4 separate regions of the Mus musculus genome follow, and all the other regions are linked to region 1. A link is a contact called in public HiChIP or PLAC-seq and promoter capture Hi-C data. All regions are on one chromosome and are shown on one strand. Each heading gives the region's core, a stretch centred on a gene start, on an enhancer-like site or on the middle of the called end of the contact. The rest is flanking DNA. Distances are from core to core; before and after follow the strand shown.

The links. Promoter capture Hi-C pulls out the DNA fragments that hold promoters and counts their contacts. HiChIP or PLAC-seq counts read pairs in DNA pulled down with a chosen protein or histone mark.
Region 2: a contact with region 1 is called in an HNF4G HiChIP or PLAC-seq map of pancreatic cancer cells. The contact joins the promoter of Gtpbp1 here to the promoter of Eif3l in region 1. A contact is called at or near these places in 9 of 39 promoter capture datasets (the 3T3-L1 cell line, 3T3-L1-derived adipocytes, the C10 cell line and 5 more), 2 of 484 Hi-C or Micro-C datasets (B cells and embryonic stem cells), 6 of 115 datasets of contacts at active chromatin or transcription factors (the SCID.adh cell line, bone marrow-derived macrophages, extraembryonic endoderm stem cells and 3 more) and 1 of 9 other capture datasets (pancreatic islet).
Region 3: a promoter capture Hi-C map of liver shows a contact between it and region 1, with 6 times the contacts expected there. The contact joins the promoter of Tomm22 here to the promoter of Eif3l in region 1. A contact is called at or near these places in 14 of 39 promoter capture datasets (the 3T3-L1 cell line, 3T3-L1-derived adipocytes, the C10 cell line and 9 more), 2 of 484 Hi-C or Micro-C datasets (B cells and CD8 T cells), 6 of 115 datasets of contacts at active chromatin or transcription factors (the SCID.adh cell line, bone marrow-derived macrophages, extraembryonic endoderm stem cells and 3 more) and 2 of 9 other capture datasets (adipose tissue and macrophages).
Region 4: a promoter capture Hi-C map of liver shows a contact between it and region 1, with 2.7 times the contacts expected there. The contact joins the promoter of Dmc1 here to the promoter of Eif3l in region 1. A contact is called at or near these places in 5 of 39 promoter capture datasets (embryonic stem cells, hippocampal neurons, liver and 1 more) and 1 of 115 datasets of contacts at active chromatin or transcription factors (bone marrow-derived macrophages).

What each region holds. Positions count from the first base shown.
Region 1 is chr15:79,072,133-79,080,063 of GRCm38.p6, reverse strand. Eif3l (eukaryotic translation initiation factor 3, subunit L) reads right to left here and starts at 4,841. Exons shown (of 13, transcript NM_145139.2): 1 at 4,772-4,841; 2 at 4,245-4,293; 3 at 3,023-3,233; 4 at 1,911-1,990; 5 at 1,010-1,071. The coding sequence starts at 4,804.
Region 2 is chr15:79,689,127-79,697,057 of GRCm38.p6, reverse strand. Gtpbp1 (GTP binding protein 1) reads right to left here and starts at 6,162. Exons shown (of 12, transcript NM_013818.2): 1 at 5,960-6,162; 2 at 2,791-2,902. The coding sequence starts at 6,151.
Region 3 is chr15:79,667,893-79,675,823 of GRCm38.p6, reverse strand. Tomm22 (translocase of outer mitochondrial membrane 22) reads right to left here and starts at 4,956. Exons shown (of 4, transcript NM_172609.3): 1 at 4,816-4,956; 2 at 4,533-4,651; 3 at 3,810-3,927; 4 at 2,962-3,607. The coding sequence starts at 4,932. The coding sequence ends at 3,533. It overlaps Josd1 (Josephin domain containing 1), which reads left to right. Exons shown (of 4, transcript NM_028792.3): 4 at 1-1,574.
Region 4 is chr15:79,600,291-79,608,221 of GRCm38.p6, reverse strand. It overlaps Dmc1 (DNA meiotic recombinase 1), which reads left to right and starts at 3,113. Exons shown (of 14, transcript NM_010059.3): 1 at 3,113-3,260; 2 at 5,738-5,821; 3 at 6,661-6,705. The coding sequence starts at 5,771.

The DNA.
Region 1 (7,931 bases), core at 3,592-6,091:
AGCATACAGCCTATAGCAGGCAAAAGAGAGGTAGGTGGAGTTTCAGTCCCTGGGCTTCAGGTCTGAGGCAGGACCATAGAAGAGAAAGGTGGAGGAGGTAGAAGGTGCCATGGGGTAAGAGATCATGAGAATTGACCACAAGGCCTGGTCAGCAGAAGTAAGAGTGAACCGCATGGCAAGTCATATCTCAAGGGTCATCAGCGGGGAAGTAGAGAGAATAGCATGGAGGGTAGGTATCTGCCCAGCTCTAGTGCTGCCTACGGCTTATTGGGATTGAACAACCTAAGTCCGGTAGAAACCGCCACTAATGGTTAATATTTACAACGGGCCAGTAACAGAGAATGAGCAATCAAAGCTAGGTGCGGCATTCAAGGCCAGCCTGGTGTACTGAGTGAGCACCAGGGCTATTATACAGAGAAGTCCTGTCCAAAAAAAAAAGCAAAAAGAAATAAAACTAGCAAATATGTCAGCCAGCAGGGCTGTGGACCTGCCTTGGGATGTGCTAATGGTGATGGGCTGTAGGGATATATGTACCCCTGAGATGATGGAGACATTAAGGACAGACAAGCTTGAGTGCTCAAGCGTCCACAACAGAGACCAACTTTCTGGGTCAAACAATTCATTTTGCCTTTCTTCAGAGAAAGTTAAAATGAACAAAAACCAATGGGGTGTGGGGTGGGGGGCTGGCTGGCAAGATGCTTCATGGTGAAGAACACTGTTCTCGCCGGGGCCAGGGTTAGATTCCCAACATCTACAGCCAGCCCACAACCGTCTGGAACCCCAGTTCCGATGCCCTCTTCTGACCTCTGTGGGCACCGGGCACACACATGGCTCACAGACATACATGCAGGCCAATCACTCATACTTGTATAATAAAAGGAAAAAGAAACAACAACAAAACCCATACAAAGCATCTTTAGACGTGGACGAGAGACTGTGCTAGAGATGGAACTGACGTAGGCATCTGACAAAGCTACTGATAATACCAACACGAGCGTAGAGTACTCACACTGACTTTGGCGTAAATATGCCTGTAGTACAATTCTTTGTACAAAATTAGGAATACGGCATCTGAAAGACATGGTTGAAGGGTACTTTGTTAATCTACAAACCAACTGGCTGTCTTCTGCAGCCTTTCAGGTGGAGAGACAGAGGGGATTTAGAGGTTAAACTTTTAAATCCTTAAGCTTGTGCCCCAAGAAACTATGTACCCAACACATGGCTTACTCAAGACTTTGAGCCACGTACTTGAGAGACTTAGGCAGGGAGAGCTCTGTGAAGTTCAGGCCAGCCTGGTCTACAGAGATAGCGCTAGGGCTAGTCAGGGCTAGTCTAGAAAAACAAAGCAAACAAAAAAACTGAAAAAGCAAACCGGTGCATGGCAAACACAGACCACAGCTCAACGGGAGCCTGTCTTGCATGCCTAAGGTCCTGGTCACACCACACGCCAAAGAGAAGCCACATCTGCAGACCTCATCCACACAGACCATGAAAGTGAGCGGTGAGAGGCAAAGAAGCTGAAGGCAAAGGGACTCAAGGATCAGCCCACCCGCATGGAAGACAAGACTCCAGATCTGGGGAAGCTCACATTACACAGCTCTCTCTCACTGGGTAATTCCCCAAGCTCCGGGGAAACAAAATGCTAAGTGAAACACAGGCAAGCCAGGCGAGGTGGCACAGGCCTTTATCTTTACCTCTCAGGAGACAGAGGCAGGAGGATATCTGAATTTGAGGCCAGCCTGGACTATAGAGCAAGTTCCAGGACAGCCGCCAGGTACAGAGAAGCCTAGTCTTGGGAAAAAAAAAACAAAAAAAAAACCAAAGAAAACCTCGCAAGCCCTCTTGACCTCTCTGATGAGTCCAGTCCTGACATCTGTTATCCAGCACGCGAGACACAGTGTTACACCTACCATTGCCAACTTGGGGTGCAATTGCTTCTGCCTCAGGCCACGGTGTATTCTTGAAGAACCTTTCAGTTAGCTTGGTCCAGCTGAAAGCCAAATGTAAACAATTCACAACTGCAGAACAAGAAGGACTCAAGACCCAACCCTCGATCCAGAGACATGGGAGACAGCACAGAGACAGAAACAGAGCCTAAGGCTTCCATAAGCCTTGCCTCAACCCAGCTCTCCTCTCCTGACCCTCAGCAATGTGGGAGCAGAGGTCGGTCAACTCCTGTTCACTGATCCAATAGGCGGCTGGTTATTTGCACACACACATCCATCCTTGCTTGAAATATCTCCTATCCCATCCCTAGCTGGCCTGTCTATAGCTAGCATTCATTGCCTTCAGGGCATCCCTCAATACTACTCCGGAGCTTGGTTCACACTGGTATGTATTGGATGGTTACATAGTTCAAAATTAGACTCCGGTGTCAAGAGTACACAGGTTCAGAACTCGGCATACGCACAGTGCTAGCTATGCAATTCAGTTCTATTACAACAGGAGAAAAGAAGAAAAAAAAAAAATCACACAACTCCCATCATGGGATTACTGTTAAGAGCAAAGCAATAAACACACATGCCAACCCTGCTTCATCCACATGGTAACATGTACAAATTGGTACTTCTGTCATTATTAGTAATGATGTTATTTTAGATCTTGTTTGTTTCTGGGATACAAAGTCCAGTTAATTAACATGGCTCCAAGGCCAGTGGTTTGCAACCTGTGGGTTACAACTTCCTTGACAAGCTTTTACCTCCAGAAAATATTTACATTATAATTCACAACAATGACAAAATGACAGTTATGAAGTAGCAACAAAAAAATGGTTTTATGATTAGGGGGGCATCACAACATGAGGAACTGTATGAAGAAGTGCCAGCATTAGGAAGGATAAACCAGCGCTCTGGCCCAAAGGAGTCATAAAGACATAGTGAAACCATCTCCAAAACACACACACACACACACACACACACAGCACACACGCACATGTTTGCACACACAGGGAGGAGCTGCATCATCTTGCAGGCCCCCGTCGCCAGGCCAGCTCCACTCAGAAAGACAATGTTACAATCCACACCTGTTCTCGTAAATGTCCTGGATCTCGTACACCTTCTGGTCAATGACATCACTCGAGACGCGGCTGGCCTGAAGCTCGTACACCTTCTGGTCAATCAAATCGGAGACAGTCTTGTGGAAGTACTGGATGAAGTTTTTGATCACTTCCGGTATCACCTGATATGTCTGCTGCTCATACTGCCGCTCATAGGCAAGGTCCTGCTTCGGATCTCCTAGGAGAGAGACACGACAGAGTGCTCCCAGGCTCCTGATGACACGTCGGGGCAGGACCACCCCAAGGGGCCGGGGATAGAGTTCAGTCTCAGTCCCAGACTGCTTGCCCAGCATGGGCAAGGGTCTAAGGTCAGCCGTCATCCTCAATCCCAGCCCACTGTCCTTGTCCCTCAGGACATACCATTAAAGTTACTTCTCAGCTGGGTAGGTGGGTGCACACTGCTAATCCCAACCCTCAGACAGCTGAATCTGTGAGGCTAGCATGCTCTATATAGTGAGTTCCGGGATAGCCAGAGCTACATAACGAGACCCCCATCTTTAAAAAACAGGAAAGGAAACTCACTTTCTAACCAAATGATGCATAGTACGCTATTTTCTTTCACCTTTAAAGACACATTAACATGCTTACTTTGTAAAACTACTCTACTGTAAGGGCCAATAAAATACATGCTGTGAGCATCGCAAGCCACTTGGTACTTACTTAATCTCAAAGTGACTAGAACATTTCGGTAAACTTCAAAAGCCTCCCCAAAGTATTTCACTTAGACTTGGTTTGAATCAAGGAAGATTTTCACACCAAGATTTCCTTCTTTGGGGCTGGAGTGTGTGGTTTAATCTCATCTCCGGCACCCAAACAACAAAGCCACAAAGCTTTTTGACCTTGGCCAGACAGCTCAGGGAGGAGGGCTGTGGGTGTGGTTCAGAGACCGTCCACAAGCATGGGGCTCTGGGTTCCACCCCAGTATAACAAATAAAATCTGCCCCAAGTAAGAAAAACCTAGCCGGGTCAGTGATGGTCCTCTTCTGACGTGGGCAGGTAGACCACAAAAAAGGCCTGGTTTAATTAGACTCTTCACAACCCTACCAATCAGACCTAATGGCCGACTCCACCACTCCATTAGGACGCAGTTTTTAACAGGTCCCTGTTGGGAGTCAACGCTGAGATGGTCAAAGAAAAAAGTGCCAATCCTTGGAAGGCAAGAGACAGCCGGGCAAACTGAGAGCCTCACCTGTGTGCATATCATAGTCGCCCGGGTAGGCGTAGGGATCATAAGCAGCCTGCAAGGAAAGAGACAAAGTTAGGGAGACACGCCAAATGGGGACTCCAAAAATGCTCGTCCTCGGGCCTCCATGTCAAGCAGGAGGCAAAACATACTACTCAGATAAGACTGACAGTCGCTACCTCGGAGGGCTTCACATGTGTGAGAGAAAAGGGACCCCGGGCAAGCACAAAACACGCTTACAGGTGCAACAAGACAAGAAAAACACAGTAATAGCCCCGTCTGAAGCAGACGCCATGAGAGCCAAGAACTCAGCATTAAACACCCTTCAGCCCGCCTCCGACTGACTGCGACTACACGCGGGGACATACGGCCGGCAGAGGAGGGACCCGGGGAGGAGACCCGGGGCCGGGAGGGCCGGAATGATCGAGGTCCGCTTGTTCCGGCCCGATCTGGACGCCGCCTCACCTCGGGGACAGATCCCACCGAACCGGGTGCCCACCGCGGACCCCGCCACGCGCTCACCGCTTCATTACCTCAGACTCGTAGTCATCAGCGGGGTAAGACATGGCTACGGCGCTCCAGAAGCCCGTGGGAGAGAGCGGAAGAAGAACTCCGCGCCTGCTTGGCCGGACCGGAAGTCCCGCCCAGCCCAACCTGCCCGAAAGCCTTTCCGGGGTCGCCGGGGAAGCGAAGTAGCTCTGATTGGAAGGACGGAGTTCCTAAACTATCAGAGTTCCTTCCTCCCTGCAAAACGGGCTTTTCAAAGGACATTATTGTGGAGTATGGTGTGCACGCAGAAGTAGGGGCGGGCAAGCGATAAAGGGGAAGAATGCCTAGACCCTGTTGACTCACATCTGCCATCTCAAGGATGGCGGAGGCAGGAGACTGCAACAAATTCGAGGATAACCAAAGTTAGTTATTTCCAGGCCAATCTGATTATAAAGCGGGGTCTCCAAAACAACAACAACAAAAATAAAGAGAAATCAGAAGAAAACGGTACAGAGACGATGACAAGTGACCTGCTAAGATGTAGCGTTCCTGACCTTAGATTTAGGTGTAAACGGTTTTGCCTGCAGCGAGAAATTTCTCCCCCACACCACCACCACCAAAAAAAAAAAAAAAAAAAAAAAAAAAATCAACCTGAGAACACTCAGGATGACCAAACTGGTGAAGGCCCTTGACACCAAGCCTAACGACCTGAGTTCGATGTGGGAGACCCACATGGTGGAAGGCGAGAACCAATCCCTGAACAGCTGATTTGCCTTACCTTTTGGGCACCTGCATCCTTGTCTCCGGGTCACAACAATCTCTGCTTATTACAGCCAGGTACACAACTCTGGGCTTCGGCACTCATGCTTACCTCTGACCAGACTTTAGTACAAATGACCCCGGTATCACTGCCTGGCTCTCTGTTGAAGACAGGAGTTTGCTGGACGAGTGTTGCTAATCAACGCCCTCTACTCAAAGCGTCCTATTTAGAACTGCCATTCTCCCCCCTGGCTCCTTAAGCCCTAGACTCCTTAAAGTCGTTCCTTTTGTTTGCCTGTCTGGTTGCTTTGGTTTATTTAAGCAAGAAAGAATTAGGGTTTAATAAAGACCTTACTTTTAAGATTATTTATTCCTCTGTATGAGTGAATTATGCACACAGGGCATCAATCCTCTGGAGTTACAGCTGATTTTTCAAAAATCAGCCAGCTGTACCCCTGGCTGTCCTGGAACTCAGTCTGTAGACCAGACTGCCCTTGAACTCAAGAGATCCACCTGCCTCTGCCCCCTGCTTACTGGGATTAAAGGCTTGCATAGCTACCTCCCTGCTCATTTGGTTTTAGACAGGATCTTTCTATTATGTAATTCTGGGTGTCCTAGGGTCTATTATGTAGACCAGGATGACCTCAAACTCAGAGATCCACCTGCCTCTGCCTCCTGAGTGTTGGGATCAGAGGTGTGTACTACCACACCCATACCCCTCACCCCACACCCACACCCCAAGATGTTTTGCCATAGGTTAAGCACTAGCATTAGGGGATAGATGTACTCAGAACAATGTAAGATGCACCTGAGAACAGAGCAATGAGTGTCTCAAACTAGTCATAGAAAGTACATGGGTGGGCTGGTGAGATGGCTCAGTGGGTAAGAGCACCCGACTGCTCTTCCGAAGGTCAGGAGTTCAAATCCCAGCAACCACATGGTGGCTCACAACCATCCGTAACGAGATCTGACTCCCTCTTCTGGAGTGTCTGAGGACAGCTACAGTGTACTTACATATAATAAATAAATAAATAAATAAATCTTTAAAAAAAAAAAAAAAAAAAAAAAAAGAAAGTACATGGGTAAGTAAATATGGATAAGAACATAAATGTGGTTCTTCAAGGGAGGGTTAACTTTGCCACATTTCCTTGTCTCCTCTAGAGTATGACCTGAGGTGACTATGGTCATGAGACTAATGAGGTTTTCTTTTTTTTTTTTTTTTAGATTTATTTATTTATTTTTATGTATATGAGTACACTGTAGTTGTCTCCAGACACACCAGAAGAGGGCATCAGATCCCATTACAGATGGTTGTGAGCCATCCTGTGGCTGCTGGCCTTTGAACTCAGGACCTCTGGAGGAGCAGTCAGTACTCTTAGCCACTGAGCTATCTCTCCAGCCTGAGACTAATGACTAACTTTAGAGCCCCGGGACCATTTCTGAGTGCCCCGAGGGGATGAGGTAAGGTGCTCAGATAGTTTCATGTTTTATAAAACTTGCACAATAATACGTTTGCTACACGTGTTCAAGGAAGCGTTTTCCACTTGGCTTCCCTTTATGCTGTAGTTCCCCTGTGTCTAGTAGCATCTGGAATGCTGCAGAAGGAAAGCCACCTGGGAATGTCTGCATGCAGTGGACTTTCAGTAGGGATTTCAGTTATTGCTGGCATTCCACATACAGGACATGGCAGTAGCCACGTTTAGCAGTGAGTGCTCACAATGTGAATAGATTTGAAGGTAAATTGGGCTATTAGAAAATTAAACTTAGCCTGATTTCTCACCGTGCTTCTAAATGCCAGGAATTTCATACAGTTTCTCAAATATTGACAATGTTTCTCAAAATGTTTAATGACATTTTAAAAAAAAAGAGATGTGAAATTGGAAGAAAAAATGTTTTAAAAAATGTAAGCCAAGGGGGCTGGAGAGATGGCTCAGTAGTTAAGAACACTGACTGCTCTTCCAGTGGTCCTGAGTTCAATTCCCAGCAACCACATGGTGGCTCACAACCACCAGTAATGGAATCGAAGTTTAATACTGAAAAAAAAATTTTTCGATCTAAAGTAGATTCTAGAGGAAGCAATTATATGACCATTTTCAGTTGAAACAAATGTTAAAGTTGGGCCTAAGGTTTCAAGCCTGTAATCCCAGCTACTCAAGTGGCAAGTTCAAGGCCTGACTGGGATATAAACACTTTAAGGTTAGTCTGGTCAAACCTAGTGAAACCTTGTCTTCAAAAGTAAAAAAAAAAAAAAATCTGGGAAAACAGCCCAGGCCTGGAGCACTTTCCTAGCATGTGGGAGATGCTATGGGGGGAAGGGGAGAGAGAAAGGACACAACGTTGATCCAGATCCAGGAACTACAGCATATTCAGTCATCAACCAGGAAAGGAAAGCATGCGTTTCAGAACATCGAGATGTACATTTGCTCCCTGGGTTTTGAGAACTTT
Region 2 (7,931 bases), core at 4,913-7,412, 620 kb before region 1:
CCATGACTTCTTAGAAACAGTCGAGGTCTCTTTGCAAAGCAATTCCATAGTAAATCAGCTACAACCTTGGACCCTGAAAACCTGGCAGTGCTAACACGAACACCTCTGTGCCAAGGGCGCTCCTGGAGTGCTCACGGCACTCACCGGGGCACCGTGGGATCATTATTCATATTTTTGTACTATTTATTTTGAAAGATTTGAGTTCTAATTAAGTGTGTGTGGGAATGGGCACATGAAAGTGCTTGAAAGTATCAGATCCCCAGGAGCTGGAGTTATGGGTGGCTGTGAGCTTCCAAGTGTGCATGGGAACTGAACTTTGAGACCTCTGGAAGAGCAGTGCATACTCCCCAGCTCATTACCTGCATTTTAAGGCAAGGAAAACAGTCAACAGGCAAGCCCAGACCTCCCAGGCTGCAGACCCTAAACCACCGGACCATTACTGACTTGCTTCCTAAAACATTAACCTTAAATGAAGAGCATACAGGCATAGCACAGTCCCCTGGATGGTGTGCATGGTTTTAATATGCTTATCTGGGAAAGATTTCTCCCAGTAAAGTCTCCTTTACTCCAGGGCTACAGTGGAAGGCCCTAGTGGAGGGGTACAACACCTTCACAGGGAAGAAGCTGGAGACGAAGCTGACCTCTGGGGGCCTTGTAATTGACTCAGTCCTGTTTGATGCTCAACTTGTTTAACCAGTTGAGATCTCTCTCTGCCTCCAAAGAATCCAGCAGAAGGAGTTACCAAGATGATGTGTGGCTAATGCTGGGGTGTGCTGCGATGGTCCAGGGAGGATCTGACATCTTCCTTCTGAAGGAGGGTTAATTAGGTATGAGTTGGTGGCAATGGTAAAATTCAGACTGCACTAAAGGATGGGAGAAAAACTCTGCATGGCATGGCAAGGCCAAAGTCAAAGCGTCAAGAATTCACGGCCAGCCCCTTATTTATTTATTTATTTATTTATTTATTTATTTATTTATTTATTTAAAGATTTGTTTATTATATGTAAGTACACTGTAGCTGTCTTGGGATTTGAACTCTAGACGTTCGGAAGAGCAGTCAGGTGCTCTTACCCACTGAGCCATCTCACCAGCCCCCAGGCCAGCCCCTCTTAAACAAACACTTAAACAAATACTGAACAGTCTGGGTCTTTACAGACTCGCCCCACCACTTGTCACAACTGACCTTTATGTGGCTTCCTACAACGCAGGAAGTGACCTATGAGTGGTCTATCTTCTTAGAGCAGGCCAGAGATGCACCTGTCAAGCTTACAGGAGCAATCAATGATTTCTTATCACCAAGTACACAAGCCTTTTCTAAACCAGTGGCACATGGCAATGCTGACTGGCTCCCTCCCTGCCTTGGCAGACGACCCCTTAGCCTATCTCTTGAACCATGCCTTCTTTTAAGTGTAGGGTTGGCAGGAGGGGGAGGAGAAAGGAGATAAGGCAGCAGTCATGGTGGGATTCAGGAACCAAGTCTATGTCCCTGGTTGTCATCTTTGCTCCTTGGGGTTGAGAACCACCAGCTTTATTTTTTTTTATTTGTTTGGTTTTTCATTGCTAGGGATAGAGCGCAGGGCCTTGAACACACTAGGTGAGCCTCTTACTGCTAACCTACAAGCCCAGGGAAACAAATTTTAAGCGCCCCAAAGAACTTGGAAAGCATCAAGATTTGGAAGATCCCTAACACCATAGGTCAAAGAGTTGAAGAACAATTTTTTTTTTCTGCCACTGCAGAAGACTCAGCCAGGCCTAAGAAGCACTGCCTCTGAGCTACTCCTCCGGTCTGCTTTATATTTTTATTTTTAGACAGAATGGTTTGGAATTGGCCATCCTCCTGCCTCAGCCTCCTGAGTGGCAGGATCACAGGCGTGCATTCCCAAGCCTGGCAAAAGGCCTGTAAGAGCTCCTTAACTCAGACTCAGTCTGCCAACCAACTAGTTTCTGCCTTCTGCAAGTCTGCTAAGCAAAGAAAATGGCCCTAATGATGCACACAGGCCCGGCCTGGGCTTCTTGCAAGCGATCCTCAACCACTTCAGTTTTCATTTCAGCAAAGATAATGTTGTAATAAAGATGAAGGTAGTAAGTAGGTTACAGCATTGAGGGTATAAAACTATGAGTGACCGGACGGTGGGATAGGGGCTGGACAAAACCATAGTCTCATCTGGGACATGGGGTCCGCCTTTCTCTAAAACTGTCAGCTCCATTAGAATGAACAAGTAGGTTTAAGGACAACAATCAGAATGGTCATAAGTCTCCAAGCCTCACGAGATCTAGGGGCCAGGAGGGACCTCTGTTATCACAGCTATCCAGACTGAGGGAAGTGTGCGGCCTGGACCACAACAGCTCAACAGAAGGGGGGAATCCTGAGTGTCTTCCCCTTGCTGGTTTCAAGAACCACAGAGATCCCCAACCAAGAAGGAAAGAGAAAGCAGAAAGAACCATAGACAGGGCTGGAGAGGAAGCAGGATTAATTCGAGAGCTAGCCAGGACCTCCTCCCTTACCTTAGACAAGAGGTTTCCTTGCTTAACACTTCAATTCCCTGCATGCCAATGAGGAAACCTGAGGTGGAGAGGAAGCATTTCTAGGGCCCCCTGGGCAGGTGGACCCCCAAATTTGTCCTTACTGCTAACACAGGAACTGATATTCAGTTGCTGGTCCCACCCTCCAGACAGACCTGCAGGTACTACAGTGTGGCCACACAAGAGACACATGAGAGGAAAGGGTGGTGGTGGGGAAATGGGCGCCTAAAAAATTGTTTCAAACCAAGAAAGGAAAACTATGCTCACCTGATCCCTGCCCAATGACATATATGGTCTCTCCGCATCCCTCGTCCATCCTCTCCCACATCTGCCGAAGTAGGCTGTCATACTGCTCTGATGTAGGGCTCACTAGAACCAGCTAGAAGAGAAACCAACAGCCTTAGAACCACACTCACTAGAAAGGGCCACAGCTAAAGCTGGTCAACAGCCTGACCAAAGACCCTGACCATACCCCAGGGCACCCGACTGGGACACAGCTGCGCAGCCCCTTACACACTCACACACTCGCCGTCCCTCCTGAAACAGCCTTGTACGACCCAGACGATATACTGAAACGAGTCTGTGTCTGTGCCACAACCCGTAGGAGGAAAGGCGTACACAGCCCACTTCCTGTAGCTTCACAAGAGGACTGGGAGGGAGAAGACAGTCTGGCACTGTGAGGAAGCTGTCCTGCACTTCTGCGTGGTCTTCTGCCTGCAGTGTGCATCAGGGGGTTCAAGGGCAGATTGTTCACTGACAGCCATGCCCTCCACCCACAGCCCAATGCTCTCGTAATAACAGAAGAATTCTGGTCTACCTTGTCTGTCTCGCTTACTACAGTGAAAACTGCCTGCAGAAGGCTATCTCTGTCAACCAAACCCTACAGCCACCAAGGTTAGTGTTAATAGAACCACAGCTGGGCAAATCCTATCGATAACAAAGTATCAACCACTTACTTGGGAGGCCCGTTACCATGAGGCAAGTGGATTTCCTTCTCTAGCCACGACTATGTGACCTCGAACAAAGAACTTAACCTCCCTGAATCTCAATCTTCTCATCTAGAGAGTAAAATATAAAGCATCTGGGCTAGCTCAAGTCTGTAATACCAGCGCTGGAATACCTGAGGCAAGAAAACTGCTATGAGTCTGAAGCTAGCCTGGGCTATAGAATTAGAGCCCATCTTCAAAACAAAAGCATCCAGGCCAGGCTCAACTAACATGCATTCCAGTTATCTTCAACAAGTCATTTCTTCAAGAACTTTGCATGAGTCTCATACCATTCATCAGTAACTGTGTTTCTTGCTGGAAGCTCTCAGAGCCTTAGCTCCTCTCATTTAGCTATATATAGTGAGGGTATACATACCTAATGTCTACTCTTTTCAAGACTTAAATCTATTCAGTTCACCCTTCTCTCCTCCACACTGTCAGTTTTTGTTTTCAACACATACACACACACTCAATTTCAAAGGATTTCTCCAGCTCCTTGATGAAGTAACAGTTCCTTACTCCAGGCAATTAACTAAAATGGTCAAAGAGGTCCCACCCTCTTCACAGCTCTGTCCCAATTTCCCACTGAGCTTTCAGGTTTCTTCAGCTCCCTGACCATGCACTGACATCTAGTCAGTACATTTCCAACAGGCCATTTGACTCATCAGAGTTTAGAATTGTAACCCAGATGCTGCCAGTGTTACATTGTCTCTAGCATTTTGCTTGGATGGAGGTCTCCCTGAGCTTGGCCACCCTTATGATGGTATTAGAGGCACTAGACAGGACCATCATGACAAAAGATGCTAGTTGGCTTCCAAGGGCCCAGCAGAGATTAGAAGGAGAAAGAACAGTTGGGAATTGCTTACTTAGGTTGGGGGCAAAGGTTCTTTCCAGTTTAGAGCCAAGTTTTATGTAGCATTGCCATCATGAGATGTCACATTTTCAAAGCACCATAAAATCTCCCATCCAAGTAGTAATCAGACCCGAGCCTGCTTAGCTTCCGAGATCAGACGAGATCAGGCTCGTTCAGCATAGTATGACCACAGACATCAAAGCTCCATAAAATCTCTATTGTAATTATCCTACAAAGCGCAGGGGGTGGGGCTGCTCTATCTTCCACCAGCTGCTTTTTAATCCTCACAGGGAATCATCATCTATCTAGTGCAAACATTTAGTGAGTCTCTGATATGCATCTGGGACTATAATGGGTCTTAACATTCTCTTCTAATTTTTTTATTTTTTTTAATTTGCGAGACAGGGCTTCTCTGTGTAGCCCTGGCTGTCCTGGAACTCACTCTGTAGACCAGGCTGGCCTCGAACTCAGAAATCCACCTGCCTCTGCCTCCCAAGTGCTGGGATTAAAGGCACGCACCACCACTGCCCAGCTCTCTTCTAATTTTTGCAACACATCTGCATTTTCTTGATGAGATGCTGGAGAAGTGAGAGGTTAAGAAAGTTTCCTAAGGTCACAGACCCTTTTAATGGCAACAGTTGGAAGGGAAGCCCAGTCCCTCCCTTGGCATCAGTTTCTTTAGTGATGTTTGACACTTTCTAAACACCAGTAACATCTTATAGTTACTTTCTTATTTTCCACAATGCCAAGTAAGTGGTGAGATCTTCATTTCTGCCTACCTTCTCAACACCGCAGAAGATGCTACTTAAAGATGCCCTTCCATATTGCATGAATACAAGAGGTGGCTCCACTCGTAAGTGGCAAGGCTGAGGGTCATGCCTATTTTTTTTTTTAATTATAACAAGGCAGGGTGTGGGAAGGCGACGAGTGCCACGGTGTACGAATCAGTTCTCTCCTTCACTAGGTGAGTCCTGGGGATCGAACTGAGGTTGTCAAACTTAGGAGGCAAGCCCCTTTACCTGCTGAGCCATCTTGTCGGTCCCATCTTTTTATTTTATTTGGGTGGACACGGAAAGAGGACGCTCCTCGGACATCATTCTCGCCGACTGAGCAACTACTTTCTGTTTACTTTCCAGAGACCAGGAAGAGAAACGGCTGCCACCCCTTAGACTGGCTACCTGTCTTCGTGAGTATCCCGCCCCCTGCCCAAGCCACCTTGACACTTGGTCCTCCGGGATGCTCCTAGAAGAGGAAGACCCTGCGTCTCAGGGACCCCCCTCCTGGGGAGGGCGGGCTGATCCACACGGGGACAGGGACACAGGGCGCGCGGCCCGAGTCGGGAACCCCGTTCCACGTGGCGGAGCCAAGTGGCAGCGATCGAGGCGGGAGCGGGAAGCGCGGGAGGCCGGGTGGACGCTGCCCGGTGCGGAGAGTGGGCCCGGGCCCGGCAGGTTCGGGAGAGCGGCAGGTGGGCGGGCTGCATCCCTTCAGCGCTCCCGTGAGCCGTGCCACTGGACAGCCGGCTGCCCGCCGTCGCCTCGGAGACCGTCCGGCCCCTCCGCGTACCCCTGGCCCCGCCGCCGCCTCCCGGGCCTACCTTGCTGGTGAGGTCCAGCTCCGGCTCGCCGTTGAGCGCCTCGCCGTCCTCGCTGCAGTCAGAATCGAAGCCGCCATGGAGTCGGGCCGCGGCCGCGGCGGCCCGAGCCGCCCCCGGAGAGCTAGGCTCGGGGGCGAACATCGAGGCCGGCACCGGCGAGTCGACCGGGGAGCGACTCCGCTCCGCCGCCATCTTTAAGAACTTAAGCTAATTCGCAGCCGGCCGCCCGCCCTCCCTCCCTGGCTCATTTAACTAATTTATGCTCGGCCCCGCCCCTTCTTGTTAGAATAATTTATGCGCGGCTTCCCCGCCTCCCGAGACTGTCACGTATCTCTAGCGGAGACACAGAAGACCCAGTCTCTCATTTACCAATCGTCGCAGCTCTCTCAAATACTTTAATGAATAATTAATGAGACCAAAACCCTAACAACAAACGTCGTAGTGGTCGGGAGCCTTGGTCCCACCTCTAGTGGGGCCAACACAGCGTGCACGCTACCTGCCTGGATCCTTCCCGCCAACGGGAGCGAAGCAGAGGTTTGACTGACTTGACAACAATCCAATGAAAAGAGGCATCCATTCTTTACTCCCCACCTCACTTTCCAGAGGCGGGGCCAGCCTCCAAATCATACTGCAAAACAGTCCCGCCTGGAGCCTCTCAAAATGATGGACAAGGGCGGGACCCAATCTTGTCCTCCCTAAGTCCCGCGCGTCTGGCCGCCGCATACCCAGATAGTAAACTGTGAAATGAGCCTGGCACTCCGAATGATTGAAGGCAGTTGCTGCAACACTGTGTCCGGCGTGCTGGCATGCGCAAGGCAATTTTTATAGTAGAATCGATGCTATGTATTCCAGGAGTGGTAATATTACAGCCGCCAGACCAAGACAATTAATTAAATGCTGACCTCAGGGAGTTCCATTCATGACTCCTCGGAGAGCAACTGAGTGAACAGAAAGATGTTGACAGCCCAAACTCTAGCGTAAATCCCCTCACGTTTTTGGTGAACAGCTGAGCCACAGGTCTAGGATCTGTCAAGGTAGTTTCTTGTGGCTTATTTTTCAGTTGCCACTTGTGGAAAGTCCCAGTCCAAAAAAAAAAAAAAAAACCCGCCGTTCGTGTACCTGAAATTCCCGTTTCAAATGTCTGAAAAATTTAGACTATTAGGTGAGTTCTGTTTTTTACCAAGATCTAATTATGCTGGCTGGACCTGGCCACTCCTCCTGGTAATAGATTAAAAAAAAGAGCAGCCGCCTGAGGAAGTACGAGAAATTTAGGGATTGGACCACAGGATGTATATAGTAAGTAAGGAAAAGGGTACAATATAGCCGTCACCTAATTCGGGGAGAGTCTTGTCCTCATTTTTAACGTACTACCAAGTCTGTGAGCAGATGCTGCTGGAAACCTGACCTTAATGGTTTTTTACTGAGATTTGTTTTTATTTTGTATGAATGGTGTGTGTGTGTGTGTGTGTGTGTGTGTGTGTGTGTGTATGTCTGTGTGCCACCTTTGTGCAGGGCCTGTAGAGTCTAAATGGGGCACCGGAACCCTTTTGGACTAGAGTCGCAGACGATTGTTAGCCTCCATTAGGGTACTGGGAATCCAACCCAGGTCTTCTGAAACTCTGAGCTATATCTCCAGACCCAGAGATTCGGACTCCTAAAGTGAGAGGCAGTCTTGTGGACCGTAACCCTATATCTGTGGATTCTGACAGTATCCCCAAGTATTAAGAATTCAACTGGAGGTTGCTCACTGCTTGGCTGGGGGTGATCAGAGGTGACAGTTGTATTAATTCTATTGCTTCGATTGCTATTTAGCATTGTATGGCCAGAAAAAGTTCAGTTTCAGAATACATTGCTATCTGGCTGGGGGGAAAGACTGTCCTTCTCACTATAGGACTTTGCCTAGAAAGGATATATATTCTGAATACTTGCTTTTCGAATTGAATGTTTTGGAGAATAAATATAAAAAGTAACA
Region 3 (7,931 bases), core at 3,707-6,206, 600 kb before region 1:
GGCTGGGTTATTTCTCCCTTTCCATAAGGTCTTGATACAGGCTCTGCTGGTAGTGTCACTGATGCTTCAGGCTTACGGAAAGGCCGCCCCTTTTCTCTCCTGTGGCACCATGGGGTCTGAGGACACAGTACATGCAGAGCCAAGAAACTGTCAAGACTCCAGCAGTCACACTGCATGTCACCTGCAGTCCATTAGGCCTCTTCTTGGTCCCTTTAAACCCCAGCCAGCCTTGGGGTTTTATAAGAGGCTCTGCTATTCCAAAATAGGTGAATTGCACATCATTCTAGCAAGACAGTGGTGAAAGATATGCCTAATACCACGTGGGTAAAGCCAGAGTAGGGTAGTCACTGGTGGCTCTTCACTCTAATCGTGTCCCTATCATTTCACTACATTGACTGGGGAGGCTTTGGGACAAGACAATGAACAGGGAGAGTACTCATAGTTGGCCCATTTTTAGCAAAATCAAACACATCTACACTGACCTAAAATTCCATAGTTTGGGACAGAGTTGGGCGAGGAACTGCCATGAAGGTAAGCTTCAGGGTTTGAGCCCGGTAGGCACGTCCTGAGCTCCAGAGCTGTGGCAGCAATCTCAGGTTGGCTGTATGCATCAAGCTAGAGCCTCTGAGTTTGGCGTCTGTGTAGTTTCTTTGACAAACAGGGTTGGCTTGCCCCACTTCAACTAGTTCTAGATCATTTTTTTCTTGTAATTTTGGAAAATGAGGGGAAATAATTACCATACCCCCATACCAATGTGTTTGTGGTGGCCTTCAAGGCAGGTGACCTGGCCAGCCCTTACCGATCCATGGTCTCTGCAGGTCTGAGAGCTGCCCCACTGGCCTGCTTCTTCTCCCTTGGCAGCAGAGCTACCTGGGGCTTGCATGTTAATCCTGAGCAAGCTTGTTGGGGTGAAGGGGGGCTGTCTCCCCACTGTGACTGGAGTGCATGTTTACACCAGCACTTTTTCTGCACATGTATCTTCAATCCAACAAGGCCGTTTTTTATTCAAGTGGCAGAGGCCTCGAGTGGCTACTGCACTGCGCTCAGCCATGGTCATCTGCACCATTTTCTACACCAGATCTGCTTGGCACCATGGGGAACTCTGCCCCTGCACAATGACATTCCAATCACTACCAGCCAGAAGTTACAGCCGACCTTGCTGATTGTCACAAGCAGGACCTTGGGTCCATTGGCACTGTCGGTGATAGTAAGCCATTTCTTGGGAAGAGGAGACTCTTCCCTACAGATCTGCTTGGGCCTGTGCAAATGGCACTGCAAACGAGCCACACACACGTGGAGTCCATGAGCTAGTGGGATGTACAAAGACGCTTAAGCATTTCAGGGCTGGTTCTGTTCATATCCAATTCTGGTGCTTAGGAACAGGGACCCATGTTAATGCCCCAGGGCAAAGCCCCACTCCTGTGAAGGAAGGGGCAGCCTGACCCTGACGCCCAGCAAGGGGCAGCCCTAGGCTTTGTTTTTCTTGCTTTATTCCCTTTTCTGTTGGCCTTGTGCTGGGTTTGTTTACAAAGATGTATTTTGTTTAACCAAATATTAAAAATGAAAAGCTGAACACAAGTCTACTTGTCTGATTATGTAAAAACCTTTGGCAGGATTTTGTCATAGAAGGGATGTCACCACTCTGAGACACAGTAATCAGATTTCCTAGCTGAAAAACCAAGAGAAAGTACTCACTTTGTGAGATTAGTTCAGAGGTGCCCCGACCACACTGCTGTGCTTGCAGTGGGGAGGCTGTGTCAGGAGGATCCGTCTGGATTACAGTGGAGGAAAGGCTGGGTACACTGGAGCTACAGGCCTGGAGAGCATATGACGTCAGCAGGCTTTGTGCAGATTCCTTAACCCATAGGAATACCACAACCTCCTAAATCACGTGAAGAGCTTAGAAAACCTGCACAATAAATCAAAGCCAAGCTAGATGTGGTTCTACAGCACTGCCCCAATTCTCAGGAGGTGGTTTTTCAGGTAGGAGATTGGATTGAGGTTTCTCAGAGGCAGGCAATTCTGAGTTTCAAGTCAGTATGGTCAACATAGACCCCATTTCTAGAGAAAAACAAAAGGCCAGTATTGAGTAGAAAGACTGCAGGGCTCAAAAAGAAGAGCTACAGTTGGATCTATTATCAGAGACTCTGCTGTTACTTAAAATAAATAAGCCGGACAGTGACAACGCATGCCTTTAATCCCAGCACCTGGGAGGGAGAGGCAGGCAGATTTCTGAGTTCAAGGCCAGCCTGGTCTACAGAGAGTTCCAGGGCTATACAGAGAAACCCTGCCTTGAAAAACCAAAAATAATAATATGTCTTTACCAGGTGTGCATGCCCATGATCCCTCAGCACTCAGGAGGACCAAGTTGAAAGCTAACCTGGGCTCTGGAGAGATTCTACCCACCAATAAAAACAAGAATATGATAACAAGCTCTATTTGCAAACCTCCTCTTTCTCAAGACTATAAGGCAAACATACAGAAAACAGGTTATAAATACAGTATAGTCTGCATATCCAGAGTCTGGCCTGCACTTTCTGTGGAGGGAGTCTTGAATTTGAGGCAATAATCACTACTATGTTCAATAATAAATGTTCTCTTTCCTTTTTGGAAACTTCACTAAACAGGAATTGGTGACTCCTGCCCTTAATCCTAGCACCTGGAAAGCAGAGGTAGGCAGGTCTGAGTTCTCAGCCAGCTCTAGTCTACAAATTAAGTTCCAGGATAGCCAAGGCTACACAAAGAAACAGTCTTGAAAAAAAAAAAAAAATAAAACAAACAAAAAACATACCACACACACAAGGAAAAGAAGAGAAAGCTTTTTGAGGTCAGACTGGTCTATGAAATGAGGTTGAAACAGATGCTGGCTGAAGCCAGAGGAAATTTGGCAGGCAGTGTTCCTGGCTTTCTAAAACAACCTAGGTGTGAAATACTACCACAAACACAGCAATAACACTTTCAGTTCGAGTTCTTTTAATATTTAAATACAAAAAGTGAGCGCTGACTTCTTTTTTATACATAAGCAGGTCTAAGAGCCAAACTCTGCAGAGGAAATGAGTGCCTGCTCTGCCCAGTCCCCCTCTGGCTAAAGCTACAGCCAGCCTCCCTTCTCTCTGGGATTCCTGGTGACTTCTGTACTCAGGTATAATGAATTTTGTCAGTGCCACGGTGCTTACATGTCCTAGACATTTCCATTAAAAAAAAGTCCTTATGGTCAGGGGTACTTACTTCTTTCCCACAATGGGCATGTAAGAACTTCCTTAGGAGCAGTTTATTAGAGAGTAGGCTAACCTTCCACATGGCTGTACTCCAGCATTGGAGTGAGAACAGGAAGAAGTAAGTGAGGGACTTCATTATGTAGGGCACAGGTGTACCTGGGGTCTCTCCATGAGAAACAGAGAAAGTTCCCACTATGTTCAAATAGATCCATGTGCCAAGGTTAAAAAAAAGAATAAAAAGTTCCAACAATCAGCAGTTCAAACACAAATGAATTTCAAAGTTCTCCCACAAGGACAAATACCGAAGGAAGAATCTACATCTTTCCAGGAAGTGGAGGTAGAGCCCCTGGCATTCCTCCTGACAGCCCTGTGTTAGGCCCTAAAAGTATCTGGAAAAGAAAAAAAAAAAAAAAAAGACTGTTAAGATACTGCATAGTTCCAGTCGTCGGTCCCTTCTGTCACACATGAGGGGCAGGCAAATTCTACACTGCCAAGTACCTGAAAGTACAGGGACCTGCTCCCACTTGGGGTTAAGTGCCAATCTCCTGGGGCTCTGCGGTTGGCCCACCGCCAAGAAGAACATGTGCTCACCTGCCGTTGCTGCAGTTGCTGCTGTTGCTCCATCTGCAACTTTTCTGTCTCAAAGACAACGGGAAGAACCAGGATCATGAAGGAAGTGGTCCCAATCCACAAAGCTGCCCTGGAAAATCTGCAGAGGGAAAGAGTGGATGAGGCGTCATGAAAAGGAAAGCCGGCACTCCGGCTAGGACCGAACCTGGAACAGGACGTGCAGTACCGCCCTCGATCTTCTAAAAGCGTACCCTACCAATTCCTTGCCCCCAGAGTCCTGGCAGAGGCAAGAGGAGCAGTAATTACCTAGCGATACAGTGCATTCTTATAAGCCTCGTATATACGTAACCTTAGTCTCATAACGACCCCGCCAGGTTAAGAACTCCCTTCTGGGGCTGGTGAGATGGCTCAGTGGGTTAGAGCACCCGACTGCTCTTCCGAAGGTGCAGAGTTCAAATCCCAGCAACCACATGGTGGCTCACAACCATCCGTAACAAGATCTGACCCCCTCTTCTGGAGTGTCTGAAGACAGCTACAATGTACTTACATATAATAAATAAATAAATAAATCTTTAAAAAAAAAAAAAGAACTCCCTTCTGCAGAAGACCAACCACACTCGGGGTATGACAATGAATCCAAGGTCACTCAAACTCTGCTCTGCGACTCCCGAGGCCCGCTGTCCTTTGACAGCACCCGTCACCCGTCCATGCCCGCTCCCGGTGGCTCTCCGTCGGCCCTTTTACCTGTACATCTTCTGAGCCACGAAGAGCGAGAGGTCAAAGGTGGCTCCGGCGGCTGACCGGACCCTCTCGGGAAACATCTCCGTCAGACCCCAGAGTCTCTCCGACAGGGTCTCGTCTAGCTGTGGTGGAGGAGGCGTGGGTCGTCGGTGAAGCGGCAGCAGCACCGCAACCGCCGAGCCCCGGGCCTGGCCCTTCCGTGCCGCGCGGAGAAGCCGCCCTCTCGGCTCGCGGCGTCCACGCCCCAACCGCCCGCCCTCGCCCCGCTCCCCGCCAGCCCTAGCACCTCGTCGTCGTCGTCTTCTTCCAGCTCCTCCTCGGCTTTCTCTGCCTCGGCTTTCGGGAGTAATTCCTCGGGGGACAGAGGCTCCCCAGCGCCGGCTGCAGCGACGGCGGCGGCCATGGCTGTAGGACACCGGAAGCGGAAGAGAGCAGGCGAAGCGGCCCACCCCTGGACAGAGCGTCTTCCGGAAGCGAGCCGGGCTGGCTAGAGAGAAAGCGTTGGCGTCTCCTCCAGCTCGCCCCCTTGGTGTCGCCAGCCTCTTAATTTCAACTGACTGTAAGAGTATGTTCAGGGAGAGATGCGGGTGCTTCTCAGCTATTCTGTGCCGTTGGGTCTGGGCTTGGCTCCGAAACTGCATATTTTAGAGAGATCTGGTTTTTGTTTATTTAATTTTTTTTTTTTTTTTTTTTTGGTTTTTCGAGACAGGGTTTCTCTGTGTAGCCCTGGCTGTCCTGGAACTCACTCTGTAGACCAGGCTGGCCTTGAACTCAGAAATCCGACTGCCTCTGCCTCCCGAGTGCTGGGATTAAAGGCCTGCGCCACCACGCCCGGCTTAATTTTTGAGACCAGGTTTCTCTGTATAGCCCTGGGCTGTCCTGGAACTCTCTGTAGACTCAGAGATCCACTTGCTACTGCCTCCCGAGTACGGGGATTAAAGGCGTGCACCACCACAAGTGAGCAATATGTGTACTTATGGAGGTCAGAGGACACTTGCAGTTGATCCTCTCTGTAACAGGGCCCCAGACCTTAGCACAACTGACTCCGTGTTTTTTGTTGTGTGTGTGTATGTGCGAGTGTGTGCTTAAAAGCTCACTCTGAGAAAGGCTTGCTAGGCTATACTGAGATCCTAAACACTGGCTAATAAAGATTTTCTATGGCTTAAAGCCCATGTCTACTCGGTCTTCTCTGGTGAATATTCACAACACTTTTCTTCCACCACGTGGGGCCTGGGGATCAAATTCACACTCAGCAGCAAGCATTTTTTTGGGTTTTTTTTTCAAGACAGGGTTTCTCTGTGTAGCCCTGGCTGTCCTTTGTAGACCAGACTGGCCTCAAACTCAGAAATCTGCCTGCCGCTGCCTCCCGAGTGCTAGGATTAAAGGCGTGGGCCACCACACCCTGCAGCAGCAAGCATCTTTAAACCACTTATTCATTTCATTCCCCCCCACCCCTGGGCCCACACACACATTAAAAGCACGGTTTCATGTAGCCCAGGCTAGCCTTGAACTCATTTTGTGGATGACCTTGAGTTTCTGATCCTCCTGCCTCCACCTCGAACTAAGGCCACAGGTGTGTCACCACACAGGAATCAAAACCAGGCCTTTATTCTACCAACTGAGCCACAAACATGATCTATTATTATTACTTTTTTTTTTTTTAAGTTCCAGGCTTGGCTGTCCTGGAACTCTCTATGAAAACATTCAACGCACAGAAATTCACCTGCCTCTCCCTCCAAAGTGCTGGGATTAAACTCATGCAACATCGTGCTCGGCTTATACGTAAGTTTAAGAGAGTCTGCTTAACAGTAAAAGGGTTTTCAACTATTGCAAAATTGCCAAGAGAGCAAACAGTGGAGCGGTACAATGTCACCCTCAGACCACTGGGGGGTGGACAAGACGATCCAGAAAATCCTGAGCCCGGAGCAGAGGACAGACCAGGGCTATGGCAGCGTTCAGCTCATAAGTCCTTCACAGTACAGCCGCTCTACGACCTTCTGACTCCAGCACCCTGCTTAAAGTGCCAGTGTTGGCAGGGGAAGTCACATCATTTGGACATACAAGTGCACCCTGAGGCTCCAGCTATAGCTCCTTCCCTTCTAGCCCTCACCTCACTGGACCGGTTTCTTCAACTGAAAAACAGTACTAAAGTTGTCATGAGAATTAAACACAGTTGCACACTTTTATTCCCAGCCCTCAGGAGGCAGAGGCAGGCACATCTCAAAGTTCTAGGCCAGCCTGGGTCAGCAGAGTTAGTTTCGTCCAGGACAGCAAAGGCTACACAAGAGAAACCCTGTCTTAAAGAAAAAAAAACAAAAAAACCAAAAAAAAAACCAAAAAAGATACCCAGCATCAGCAGTGCTCAATAAATGGTTGCCAAAAAACAGTCAGTGATCCGGACACAAGCAAGCCCCATTATTCCATAATGTCTACCTATTTGATGCATCTGGATCCTCTCTTGGTTTCTTCAGTATTAAGCGCTAGCAAGATGACTCATGGGGTAAGAACGCAAGTCACTAAGCTTGACAACCTGAGTTTGATCCTTAGGACCCACATGGGACAAAGAAAACTGACTCCTGACATTTGCCCTCCGACCTCCACATCGAGCAGTAGGACACACGCAACCTACCTCATAGAAACAGAAAATGTCGGAGTTAAAGGGGAGAAAAGTAGATCTCCAGGCCTGGCCCTTGAAAGATCAAGAGCTGCAATTCTCCACTATGCTCTCCTTGTTCACTCGCTGCAGTGTTCTGTTGGCTTGTAGGAGGGGCTTTAAGCTACAGTCTCGGTATAGACACCTCTGCCACAGTGGGCTGAGATTCAGGCCTCCAAGGTTTGCCCTGTCATCTACAGCAGTTTCCAAACTAAAGAGTGTGTTGTGTTGTCACGCTGGTTACAATTACGTGTCTTGACAGGGCTGAGCTGTGGAGATGTGAAATGTGTCTTTGACCTCAGCAGTGGGCTGAAGGGCTGAGGGGCTGCATGCCAGGGACTGAAGCCCACTGTCAGGCTCAGTACCAAATCAGGAGGTAACCACAGTAGCGGTCCTCAGGTTAATGCTCTGGCTTATGCCTATCTACCCGTGTTCCCTGCCTCTACCTGTGTTCCCTGCTGGACTCTGAGGACTGGATTTCTCTCTGGCTACAGGAGGCTGGTTCACACTAACCTGGGCACTGCCTTTCACTTCTTTTTTTTTTTTTTTTTAAGATTTATTTATTTATTATATGTAAGTACACTGTAGCTGTCTTCAGACACACCAGAAGAGGGCATCAGATCTTGTTACAGATGGTTGTGAGCCACCATGTGGTTGCTGGGATTTGAACTCCAGACCTTTGGAAGAGCAGTCAGGTGCTCTTACCCACTGAGCCATCTCACCAGCCCCCACCTGTCACTTCTTGACTG
Region 4 (7,931 bases), core at 1,864-4,363, 530 kb before region 1:
ACCATGGCAGATCTAGTGCAGGAGTTGGCACACAGTTGGGAATCAATGCCCACTTTCTAAATGCAATCAATGTCTTAAGGAAAGATCTGTCTGGCAAATGATCTGGGTGGGGTTGCATGTGTGATGAAACTTTCTTAATTCTCTATCAAAGTAGTTCTCAAATTTGTGCCCTTGAAATTCCAAGGATATACATTCACAGACAGCTGGTGTGATAATTCCCCAGATCCCCAGTGGGACCAGGAGCCTAGATTTCGCTATAAGGTGGTTGTCCACAGAGGGGCAGTACAGTGCAGTGGTTTAAAACTCAGGTCCTTTGAACCCCAATGACTGTTTTACTAAGTCTTTAGAATATATGACTCCTCTCCCCAGTATATGAAAATTGGGTCATTCCTGAAGTCCCTCCGCAAAAAATAAGCCATATTATCTGGCAGTAACTAACACAAAAGTGGCTTACTATGTTTTCAATGTCTTAAATAGGAAAATAGCACTTGCCATGCAGAACTTCTTTTTCTATCTATCTATCTATCTATCTATCTATCTATCTATCTATCTATCTATCTATCTATCTATGTTTTTTGAGACAGGGGTTCTCTGTGTAGCCCTGGCTGTCCTGGAACTCACTCTGTAGACCAGGTGGCCTTGAACTCAGATATCTTCCTACCTCTTTCTGCCTCTCAAGTGCTGGGATTGATGTTTTTCTTTTTTAAATATAGTCTTATCAGGAGCTTGGAGAGGAGGCTCTTGTCCATGGTTGAGAGCACCTCCTCACTACCTGTAATTCTAGCTCTGGGGGATCTGATGCTCTCTTCTGGCCTGAAAGTTGCCAACACACGTGGTACACATGTATACATGCAGGCAAACGCACATACACATAATCTTATCAGTCTTCTATGGCTTTTGAATTTTGTGCTATGCTCTACGCTTGCAGGAGACCTAGATTCGATCCTTGGCCCCCACACAGTGGCTCACAGCCATCTGTCACTCTAGTTCTAGTGGATCTGACACCCTCTTCTGACCTTCACTGGCACCAGACACTCACATGATGTACGTACATGCAGGCAAAACATTCATACATAAGAAGTAAAACACAATAGATTAAAAGACATTCTTTTTTTTTTAATTTCTTTTTCTTTTTTAAAGATTTGTTTATTGTATGTATGTGAGTACACTGTCCTGTCATTGTCTTCAGACACACCAGAAGAGGGCATCAAATCCCATGACAGATGGTTGTGAGCCACCATGTGGTTGCAGGGAATTGAACTCAGGACGTTTAGGAAGAGTAGTTAGTGCTCTTAACCACTGAGTCAATTCTCCAGCCCCCTTAAGAATGTCTTGGGATCTGGATGCCCTCTTCTGGTATGTCTGAAGACAGCGACAGTGTACTCACATACATAAAATAAATAAATCTTAAAAAGAAAACATTCTTAAGTAAAAATAGATGGCCACATGTTTTCTTCTCAGGCTTTTCTTATGTTCGGTTTGATCCATCTAGAAGTTATTTTGGCGTAAGGTGTGAAGTTGGCTTCCAGTTTTATTTCCCTGCAGATGGCTACCCAGTCGCTCCAACACCATTCACTCATTTCCTTCGTCAACTTGAAACTGCCACTTCACAATACTCAGAATTGTTACAGAATTTTTTTTTCCTGATTGGACGAGAAGTTGCATTTTTTTTTCACTCCCTGTTTGTGGCTGTTTTTAAACGTTTAAAAAGTTGCACGGAACCATCGGTATGCTATCCTAACAAGCCTTTCTCTTCACTTCATGAATTTGTCATTACCGAGCTCATTTCAGTTTCTTCCTTTGAGTGTACTGCACACAACCTTCAAATATTATGAGCATTTCTTGCTCCCAGCTGTCACTACAGCAAACGACATATGTTAGATTTCCCTAAATCGTCTTGCTGCGCTCTTTGGTAGCTCTCCGGTATACTGTTGATGTCTTCTAGCGAGTTGCTCAAAAGTTACTGTATTTTCGGTGGATTCAGAAGGAGAGCCTGCCATCGCTATTGGGTTTCTTTTTTGGTTTTTCGAGACAGTGTTTCTGTGTAGCCCTGGCTGTCCTGGAACTCACTTTGTAGACCAGGCTGGCCTCAAACTCAGAAATCTGCCTGCCTCTGCCTCCCGAGTGCGCCACCACACTCGCCTTGGGTTCCTTTTCAAGTGAACAATTTCCATTCGAGAAGACGGGCAATGATTCTGTAAAGTAAGCATTTTGAAAAGCTATAGCCTTTTAAAAAACTATCCACGGGAGATAGGTCTGTCCTTCAAAATGTCAACTGTTTTGGAATTTATTCCATTTAAAAGGTTCAAAAAGAATATAGAGGTCGCCCGTATTGGTGGGTCATCTAAGACACTTAAAGCAACCTCTGCAGGTGGTCTTTCAAGTTTTTCATGACTCTGAACTGTCAGTTTCCATCTAAGGGGAAAAGGAAACAGTTTAGAGAGAGGCCTTGCTGGCATCATGGCTGGCCCGGGGTTTCTATAAACAGAACTAAAACCTCGTGTGTTTCTGTAGACCATTTAGAACCACGTTAGGGAGAAAAAAAAAATTACTCTCCATCCCAGAAGAGAGGACCGCAAATGCAGAGTCAGGAGAGAAGGGGGGATGGGAAGGCTGGGTTACCCAGCTAGGTATGAAAACCTTGGAGTGAAAGCGGCCCCAGGCAGGAGGAAAGGGACCCCCATGTTCGACCTCCTCACAGTCCAAGGTCGTCATCTCCTGTCCTTGTCAGCGGCCAAGGCTCTCCCCGTGACTCAGCAACTCCCTTCGCCCAAGGGATGCCCAGACTCTCTTCTCATACCCAAACCTCTCTCCTCAGAGTCCATGTTCCACCACTGCCCTCGCTAACCTCGGAGACCCGAAGACCCCCCACTCCCGCATCCTCCCAGCAGCCCTCACTAGGGCCCCTGCCCCACCCTCCGCTCTCCTTTGTGCTACATTTACCGATGACCCGCAGGGAGCCTTTCCTTGCCTGCTCAGGTTCTCTAGCTAACCTCGAGCCCCACCCCCACAACCTGAGCCCCGCCCACACACACTGGGCCCCGCCTACAGCCCGAGCCCCGCCTACAGCCCCAGGCCCCGCCCATCAAGGGGGCTTGCTCCCGCGGCCCTCATTTGGCGCCAAGCCCGGAGCTGTTCGACGACAGGGCGGGCTGCCGGCCTCCGCGTTCTGGGTCGGCGTTAGAATTCTGGACCGGACGGGAAAGCCGGAGCGGGTGTCGCCTTGAAAATTCTCGGGGAGGCTGTGGGTTCGAGTCGGGGTGAGTGGCGGAAAGAGGAAGCGCGGGAAAAATCTGAGGAAAACTCGACGCGTTGAGAAAGCTTTCCTCTCCGCGCCCTTTCTGTGGTAATTTTTTGGTCGCTTATTGGACTTGGCTTGGTGTCTGTCACCTTCCGCCCAGGCTCTGAGGCGTGGAGGGATTCCGAGACATGGCCAAACCTCCTGTAAATCAAGTCTGACCCAAGCCTTAAGGCCCCCTTCTTGCATTATGAGGGAACTAGGTCGGGCCTGGAAAATGGAGGCCTGGGGTGGGGGGCGACAGAGCCTCGCGCCAGGGCTCACGGGCCCCTGACCGCCTTCTCGTTGCCCCGCTGCTCGCCGCCAGGCCTCTGAGACCGAGACTGGGCACCAGCTTCTGATCCCAGGGTCGTGGTGGAAGTGATGCCAGCAGAGGCAGGCAGGGCCAGTAGATCTGACAGCCAAAGGAGAGGCGATTAGGCGATCGATCTGCGTTGTTCCTCAGGAAGAAGAGTCTGGTATTTAGAGAAATCATGCTAATAGTTAAGAGATGGGCAAGGTGATGCATGTCTGTAGTTCCAGAACTGGGGAGGTGGAGGCAGGAGAATCAAAGAGTTCCAAGCTATGTAGAAGTTAAACACACACACAGACAGAGAAGGTAGAGGCAGGAAATTACTTGCAAACTCGAAGTCAGTCTGTTCTACTTAAGGAGTTTCAGGACAGTCAAGGCTACAGGCAAAACCTTCACTCAAGACTGAAAAAACAAACAAACCCCAGTATTCCAAAAGAGCCTACTAAATACTGTCCTCTTTTTGTACCCAACTATTCGCCACCTTACTAGTTTGTTTCCTTTGTGCTGGCACCCCACACTTGACTTTGACATTAAATGAGGAAACTTGAGGTCAGCCAGGGCTACACAGAGAAACACTGTCTCAAAAAAAAAAAAAAAAGTGTCTGGAGAGATGGCTCAGTGGTTAAGAGCACTGGAAAAGTCCTGAGTTCAATTCCCAGCACCCACATGGTGGCTCATAACCATCTGTAATGGGATCGGATGCCCTCTTCTGGTCTGCCTGAAGACAGCAACAGTGTACTCACATATATAAAAATAAGTAAATCTTTAAAAAAAAAACAAACTAACAGAAACAAAAAGGGGAAACAAACAAAATAAACTAGGGACAATATTATTCAGACTACATTTTATTGTAATGTACACCATCATGTCTATAGCTTCCGAGGATTTTTTTTAAAACTAAGTTATTGAATATTGTTCTGGCTAATTTTTTTTTCAATTTACAGAAGTTATTTATTCACTTTACATGCAGATCTCAGCTTCCCTTCCTCCCTCCCTCTCCTCTCAGTCCCTCCCTCTCACCTCCCCTCCCTCTTCCCCCATCTACCCCTTCTCTTGGAAAAAGGGGAGGCCTCCCATGGACAGGAACCAACCCTAGTATATCAAGCAACAAGACCAAGAGTATCTTCCACTGAGACTACACAAAGCATCCCAGTTAGGTGGGAGAGATCCAAAGGTAGGCAGTACAGTCAGAGATAGACCTGCTCCTGCTTTAGGACGCCCACATGAAGGTCCAGCAACACAACTGCTACATACGGGCAGAGGGCCTAGGTCTGTGCCATTCATGCTCTCTGGCTGGCAGTCCTGTCTCCCTAAGCCCTCATGGGCCCAGGTTAGTTGACTTGAGGTTTTCTTGTGGTGTCCTTGACCCTTCTGGCTCCCTTAATCACTTCTTCCCCTCATCTACAGGAGTCCCCAAGCTCTACTCAGTGTTTGGCTGTGGGTCTCTGCATCAGCTTCTAACAATTGCTGGATGAAGCACCTCTGTGACATTTATGCTAGGCTCCTGTCCGCAAGTATAGCAGAATATCATCAATAGTCTCAGGGCTGGGTGTCCTGGCTAGTTTTCTGTCAACTTGACACCACCAGCTAGAGTCATCTGAAGGGACAGAACCTCATTGAGAAAATGTACCGACAAGATCCAGCCGTAGGGCATTTGATTAATTAGTGATTGATGGAAGCAGGCCTGCTGTGGGCAGGACCACGTGGGCAGAGGATCCTGAGTTATATAAGAAAGCAGGCTGAGCAAGCCATGGAGAACAAGCAAGCAAGCAGCATTCTTCCACAGCCTGTGCTTCAGATCCTAACTCCAGGCTCCTGCCTTGAGTTCCTACCTTGGCTTCCCTCAGTGATAGACTGTGATTAGAGTATGTAAACCAAATAAACCCTCTCCTCCTCCCCAAGTTGCTCTTGGTCAATGTTTTGCACAGCATAGAAAGCAAATCAGAGCTGGGTGGTGGGGGCACAAGCCTTTAATCCCAGTGCTTAGGAGGCAGAGGCAGGCAGATCTCTGAGTCTGAGGCCAGCCTGGTTTACAGAGCAAGTTCTAGGATAGCCAAGGCTACACAGAGAAACCCTGTTTCGAAAACAAAAAACAAAAAAGCAAATTAAGAAAACTACTTCTTAATTAATATTTCTTATTTTCCCAGAATTGATTATTTTACTGCCGCTCTCCTTTCAACATGAAGGAGGATCAAGTTGTGCAGGAAGAATCGGGATTCCAAGATGATGAGGTATTATTAGAATGTTGAAAGTTAGGTTGACATCCAGCCTTTCCACAAAAATCAAGTTTCTTGTTTTTAAGCTACTGTTTTTAGCAACTAAAAGTAGAAATACAGCACACACATAAATGTGTAAAGATTTCTTTGGCAAGGGTGCTAAGTTTAGCTACTTAGCAACTGGCATGAAGGTTTTTTTGTTGTTTGTTTTGCAATGGAAGAGATCTGACCCAATACCTCTTGCTGGTAGGCAAATGTTCTCCCATTGGTTACATCTCCAGTTCCATATGAAAGTAGTTTAATAGTGCCTTACTCCTATCTATGCACAGTGATCCTGGACAAGGATATCAAGATTTGCATTAAATAAAATAGGTCAAATGAAGGCTGGAGAGATGACTCAGCAGTTAAGGTCACTACTCTTCCAGAGGACCAGGTTTTGATTCTTAGTACCCATAGGACAAACTCCAATTCTAAGGATCTGGTGACTCTTTCAGTCCCAGAAGACACTGCATTCATGTGGGCTAGACATCCATGTAAGCAAAACACCCATACAGAAAAAACCCGAAACATTATTTTAAAAGATATGTTCAAGTGTTCTGCTGTTTTGGAGAGTTTATTTTTTTAAGTTAATGGAAGACATTGGAAATGTGATGGGCTACTCCCTAGGACATTCATTGTTGGTGCATGTTCTAAATATGTAACATGCTTGAAAAAGTGATCGGTCTTCAGGCTTTAGAGAAGTAGAATTAAGGTATTATGGAATGACTAGTAAATCAGTATTAGTCACTCTCAAAAATGTGAAATATGTTTTAAATAAAATCTCAAATCCATTCTTTCCGTTTCATTTCATTTAGGAATCTCTGTTTCAAGACATTGACCTGTTGCAGAAGCATGGGATTGTGAGTAACATTTCAGTGCTATAAGTGGTCTGTTCCATTTTCTCAACCTTGTCCTTACCAACCCTGGATAATTCTTTATTTTGTGGTAAAATGGGCTGTCTTAAGTTGTTTAGCAATGTGCCTGGTGTTCCAGAACAATTTAATACTAGTATATGAGAACCAACCCCATGGAGCCAAGAGACTGAATCAAGAAGCAGTCAAACACAAAGTTTTAGAGAATATAAATATGGGGGATTTCCTGGCAGGGAACTCCCCAGATGGCAACAAGCCCATGTAGAACCCCACAAATTGAGTTAGAAGGATATATTGGCTAAGATAAAAAGTGACTTCATCAAAGCTGGAGTACATCTGGTTGATCTGTCAAAGACACACTCCAGGGCCCAGTAATAGTAAAACTCCAGAGACCACTCTAGTGGTTTGGTCTGTTTATAGTGTGCTTGGAAATTATACAAGAAAAATCCCAACCAGTTTTACTCTGGGTATCATGGAGTTACAACTCACAGATATCTTAGTCACATCAAACTGAAGTCATATACCTGGCGTCTACTACATTTATGCCAGTAGTACTCCCTACTTGTGACAACCAAAAATGACTCTAGATACTGTCAAGGACTCCCAGTGATTGAGAACCACTGGCTCAGCCGGAGGTGTTTAGAGCTTCTCTAAGGAAGCCTCTTGTCTTTCCAGGTCTTACACTAGATAGATAGCTTTCTTTTGCAGGAAAGTCTGTTTGTCGAATGGCCAGGGTAAATCATGGTGGCAGAAATGTAGACTTTGGAAGTATGTGGATGTGAACAGCAATCATGGGTTAAAAGTTTGCTGAGGTTGTCTTTTGAAATCTCCATATTAATCTCTTTCCATTGATTTTAGAAAATAGAAGCAGGAGAAAATCCCAGTCTTTTGGTGATGTAGTTATTTGTGTTCTTCAGGAGCAGACGGAAAAATAAACTTTGAAAACTGTAGAGAACATATTGGTAATGAAGTTCTGTAGAAAGAAGGAGCTGAACTGAGGGGGTGAATGTGTGAGAAACTTGTTAGCTTTTCCACCAACAGACTTTTCTTTTTAATTCCTTGCTACATTGCCATGGTCTCACTAACATTCTTGGGAAAATCAGGGCAGAGCCAGAACATTTGGCACCATGCTGGGTATGTTCTACTCTGATATTTCCAGAACATTTGGCTAGGTGGTGGGTGGGTTCCACCTGGTTGCTTGTGTAAAATTAGCA